Regions from separate parts of the Canis lupus genome. Here region 2 is linked to region 1. Evidence: chromatin contacts called from public Hi-C data. All regions are on one chromosome and are shown on one strand. Each heading gives the region's core, a stretch centred on a gene start, on an enhancer-like site or on the middle of the called end of the contact. The rest is flanking DNA. Distances are from core to core; before and after follow the strand shown.

Region 1 (2,700 bases), core at 101-2,600:
CTCATAGCAGGTCCATGTTCTGTTCTGGCTGGGGACTGTGGAATGTTTGAGTTCTGCCCCCTTGTTCCACCATTGTCAGCACCAAGAGGAATTGTGTGATTTTTGGAGCATATCGGAATTATCTGGAAAACCTGTTTCCAGCTAAGACGTTTCCCAGAGATACCCGGCAGAGTGGTGTCCTGTCTCTGGAAGGATCTGAACCCTCCAAGACATTTAAGACTCTTATCTTGGAAACCTAAGCCTGCTAGGATTTACCTTGTGAATTACAAAGGCACTTCAGAGCACCTGCTTGCCTCCTGGCTCCTTCATTTTCTCTTCCCTCCCTGTAAATTTGGGGTAGGATAAATTAGGAAGAGCAGGCTTGCTTGCAGCTTTAAAATGAGAGGCTACATGGCTGGAGATTAGTCTCTACCACTAGAGGGCACCAGTTGCACGTAGAATGTCTAGGTATTGCAATGCCCACGTTCTTCAAATACAGCAAAATGTCCCATGAAAAACACTTGCAGTGAGGCAGGTAGCTTTCCCCCTACCTCGTCCTTATTAGCTTCATTTCTGCTACTGAGTTTATCGTTTTGAGATTTTTCTTTTTAATTCAGAAATCCACTAAGTTGTAGATATGCAGAATAGAGGTTTTTCACAGACTTGTAGGACTCCCCGGTCTTTGCTACCACTTACTGGCCTCTTCTGTGCTAGATAACATGTGAGACCTATCGACTTTGCACATAGTTTTATTTCAGATTCTGTAGCAAAATGGTGTGGACGGAATGCCTCTCCTGGAGAGCAAAACTGGCAAGTCGAATTGCCCACTCTCCACAGCAGAGTACGGGTGCTGCCAGGAAACCAAGATATTAGGTTCCTTTACTGAAATTTTACAAAGCTGCTCAGGCATTTGGTTTCTGTAAGCTTGTGAGGGATTGCACAGAAATGCAGGGTCATAAATTAGCTGCTAACGGTCCAGTTTCCTTTCCCTGGCTTGTTCTCAGAGGGCTGACCTCTGTGCCAAGACCTTGCTTGAGATTATCCAAGCAAAACTGGGCTCATTGTTTTATCTGTGATTTTTCCCTAAACCAGAGCCTTGTGTTTTGGAGAAAACAAAAAGGAAGTGAGCATTTAACACAGAACTGTTTGCTTCTGTTGAGGCCTGACAGGTGAACTCTGTACCGAATGGAACTGCGGGGACCTGACCTACCCTGGCACGCCTGGCATCAGGTCAGCCACAGGCGCCTGTGAGGGATCACAGCATGGGCTGTGGGAGCTCGCGCCTTGGGGGCTCCAAGGCAGCCTCCTCGCGTCTGTGAGCAGTGCTGTCAGGTGGCAGCTTCAATCACAGAGTACTGAGTGCCCTGTACTCTAAAAATGGAAATGAAACCACTGGCTTCTCACTACTCTCTGTGAGCCTTGATGGATGGGTGAAGTGAACCCAGGAGAAAGCAATTAGCCCAAATAGAAGGTAAAAGGGGGATTTGGAGATTTTCCTGCCTTTCGAATTTGCACATCTTCTCCAAGACGGGGCCAAATCGGTCCTGAGGGCCTGGCCATGTCAGAACAGGGGTGGCAGGAGGAGAGGGTGACATCACATACTGGGAAACTGCTCAGGGCCTGGCACTGGCTAGTCTATATCTACTCAATCCTCTTAAAAAGAGAAATTAGGATTCCTATTTTATAGGGAAACAAAAGAGGCTATGTGGACTTTCAAAACGCCTCCATAGTCTTACCACTCATTAGAAGAGATAAGAGAGTAAGAAGCAAAAGCTGCCACTGGCCATGCACACCCCCTGGACCTAGCGAGCCCCAGCCTCCCCTCTGGTGTTCACAACACCGCATGAGAGGGATCTTGTGCCCATTTGGTAGAAGAGAAACCCGAGGCAGCCAGAGGTTAAGTCACTCACCAGGTGCATCACCACCTCCACTTCCTCTTGGCTCTTTCCGCTCCAATACCGCCCTCAGGCATGGTTCCAGCTTTGCCAGCTCTTTCTACAATTAAAAAAAAAATCCTGATGTAAACTAAGTCAGATGCACACCCAGGAACGTCTGTTAAAGTTAGAACCTGCCATCAGAGTCCTCCAGAGGTCTGGGGGAGCAACGGCCCCACACTCCTCTCTGCACCAAGGGCGCTTGGGCCAAATGTAGGAAATTTAACATACCCTCCCCCTCCGCCTTCCCTCTCTTCCTCCTCCTCCTCCCCTTCCCCTTCCTCTTAAAGATTCCTAACCTTCCCACAGGAAGTACTGGGACACAGAAGAAACTTTCTTGGTTAAGGACAGGGCCTCCCACTTGCAACACCATCCATGCCTCAGTTACCAGATGACCCGGCGTGCCCACCTGCTCTGGGAAATGCCTCACAAGGTGTGAGCAGGTTCCCTATGAGTACTGGGCTGATTGTCTCCATCATTTCCACCTGTGAATGAGGCTTCCAGACCCGCAGGTCGTGCCCTGGGGGTAGCGCTCAAGGCTGTGGGCCTTCCTTCCAGAGCCCCTTGGCATAAGCCAAAGTGTGGTTGGGGAAAAGGTATGCATTTTCAACAGCCATGAGCCATGTGCTACTTAGTCTTTCTGTGCCTCAGTGTCCTCCTGATGAGATAAGGGTACAAGAGTTCCTTCCTCTTGAGTTTGTGAAGATAAAGGGAGAAAACAGCCCAAGAGATGAGAGTTGTTATTGTTAGAAAACCAAGGGAGAGCACTGGCCCAACACAAGGGTCT
Region 2 (2,700 bases), core at 92-2,591, 610 kb after region 1:
CTTCCACAATAGCAAATTTCAGGCAGCAATAATAAAACAGCAAGGGCTGCAATGATATTACAACATATGCACCATTTACTGAGTGTTTGCTATGAGCCAGGCACCATGCCAAGTATAGTACTTGTCTGCTATTACATAATTCTTAGAAAAATCTGTTAAGAGTGATATTATTACTCCCATTTTACAGATGAGGTCACTGACTTTCAGAAAGTTTAAGGATGTTTCCTGAGGGTTTTACAGTGAGTCACTGGACTGGCCAGAATTCAGTGTTAAGCCTAACTTTTTATTGGTTTCCCTGAAGTATAAAAAGAATTTCTCTTCCTTTTTAAAAGCCAGTCAAGACAAAGGCAAGTTTACAGCTTTAAGACTGAATTTTCAAAATTTAGATATATAAGTCTCAAGAATGGGGAATAAGGAAGCCTGTGGAGTTAGAGGAAATATATCTATTTAAATTTTTAGAACCTCCTATAGCCTATCAAAACAAAATTTGTGTGTGTGAATATGTATCAATATATAAATGTCTAATGTGTCATATATAAATATGTGTGTGTGGGGGTTCAAATCCACTTGACCTGGGGTTGAGGTAGACCTCAGACTCGCATCTGACCTAATTTGTGGGCTGAACCGCCTTTCCGTGATTGGCTGCATGAGACAATCTAGGCGAGTACAGATCTGAAGCCAGTAAGTTACGAAGGTCAGTGGTGTATGGATTTTCTAAAGTGAGGCCGATCTTGCCCTTCATGTCTCTCAAAATTCAGCAAAAGGCAAAACGCACAAAGGGAATGATTGAACAGAAAGGGAGGCTTCCCCGTGGCTGAATGTTTCCCAGTGTTCTGCTTTGGCTTCCTGCTCTCTGAAATGAAAGATCTGGATTCAGCAGTCTCCAGGTCCTTCTGGGGCTTGCATTTCTGTGATTTGATTTCATATCCTGGGTTGTGGCATGGTCCTGTGGATGGAAACCCTGAGTGTTGACTGATGCTGTTGTAGCCCCGTTCCCAGGCAGTAATAGCCCGCGCTCACAGCGTCCTTGGAGAAAGGCGTCACCTCCTTGTCCTCTTTCCTCTAAGAAATCAGTTGTGTGCCAGACCGCAGGAGGTTACTTTCACAATCCACATCTCAGAAAAAACACAGGCCGTTGGTGACCACAATGTTGAGGGAGCCTGGCAGAGGCTTTGCCAGAAGCCACGCTGTTGATCTTGGCAGAATTTCTGCCCTGATGTGGACAGGGCACAGGAGACCAGCCTCCCAAACTCTCACTTGCTGTTCCTGCTCCCCTGCTGTGCAGCAAGGCTTAGGTGTCTGAGACTCCCAGGGGGAGCCGAGCAGCTTGCCTCAGGCCAGAGGTCTGTGGCCTGTGCCCAGCAGCTCCTGAGCAGGCCTTAATGTGCTCAGATGGGCTTGATGCCTGCAGGTCCAGGGCCGCGCTGGAGGATGATTGCCAACTGTGGTCAGACCCTGGGCCAGCTAGGTGTTAATGAAAACTGGGATTTTGCAGATCACACCGGAGGTGTATATCCTATACACAAATGTAGCAGAAGGACATGAAGTAGGTCTCCCCCGACCCCACACTCTTTCTACCACTCTGTCCTTGCCATTTGGGCTAAGACCAGCACCTTACATCGTCCCCGAGGCTAGGGAGGACTGTCAGAAGGGAGCTAGAGAACAGAGACAGCAGAGTCTGAGCTTTTAATTGCAAAGCCTTGGGTTCGGGTATTTTAGGAGCTTGAGACAATCAGCCATGGCAAGTACCCACCTTACCCCACCTCTGCCCTGCTAGATAAAGGTGCTCCTGCCTGGGGGGAGGGGTTGTTGAGGAGAGAAGGAAAGGAGAGTTTGAATCAACTGTGTAATATCTCCAGTGGGTTTGGTGGTCTCAGAGCAAAATGACTCTCTGACTTGATTACCTGAGCTCAGCCCTGGGAAGCAATTCCATGTCTATCATGGGCTCCGTGAGGCCCTGAGACCTAGGGAAAGTTCATGGAATCTCCAACAGGCCTAACCTCATCCTTCCAAGTGCTATGAAAGAGTGTCCAGAAGTTTTGATGGCCCTCTGATGAAGGGCATAGGAGAGAACAGGAAGAGAGAGCCTTCAACTCCTGGGGGCCATGTAAGTCAGAGAGGGCATGCAAAGGTTGGCCTGCATGGAAAGGGAGGCTGAGATGCCCTGGACATGTCAGGAGATATCCCTGTGTCCATGCGGAGGGCTGGTGGCAGCCGAGGGTGATGATAGAATGACTGTGGGCATCACTGGGAATCCACACAGGTTGAGGCTCATGCATGGACTACTCTTCTCTCTGCATGACACAGCCTCGGGTAGACTCCCCTGCCCTTCTTCTCTCAGTTCCAGGGTTCAGATAGTGAGTTTGTGTGGGTAATCTTATATTTTATCTTAGAACTTTTGAAAAATATACTTTACCGTCCTTCTAGTCTGTCTGCTTGATCAGTAACTCACCCGGCATAAACTAAGCTGGGTCTATCTACTTCCTTCTAATAGAATGTGTGTAGGTACTTGTCATGCTTTGTCCATGGTTATAATTCTAAGAGAAGTCCCAATTAATATCCGGTTTTAAGTAGGTGTATCATTACTATTTTCCCCAGGGAGAAAGTGAGATTCAGAAAACTGAAATACCTCGTCCAGGATGACACAGCCAGTGATAGATAGCACAGGTGCACTTCACACTCCACGCCTGCCTGTTCCTC

What was found. Hi-C and Micro-C count contacts between places; a contact is called where the count stands out from the background.
Region 2: a contact with region 1 is called in a Hi-C map of skin fibroblasts, with 2.8 times the contacts expected there. The contact joins two enhancer-like sites. A contact is called at or near these places in 2 of 9 Hi-C or Micro-C datasets (amygdala and skin fibroblasts).

The regions. Positions count from the first base shown.
Region 1 is chr11:16,577,236-16,579,935 of UU_Cfam_GSD_1.0, forward strand. No RefSeq gene overlaps it. Among named protein-coding and RNA genes, the nearest start is that of CTXN3, 50 kb to the right of the region's middle. Within about 2 kb of position 1,351, at least 2 of the 20 cell types and tissues checked have an H3K27ac peak or open chromatin away from gene starts, as enhancers often do.
Region 2 is chr11:17,192,235-17,194,934 of UU_Cfam_GSD_1.0, forward strand. No RefSeq gene overlaps it. Among named protein-coding and RNA genes, the nearest start is that of SLC12A2, 140 kb to the left of the region's middle. Within about 2 kb of position 1,342, at least 4 of the 20 cell types and tissues checked have an H3K27ac peak or open chromatin away from gene starts, as enhancers often do.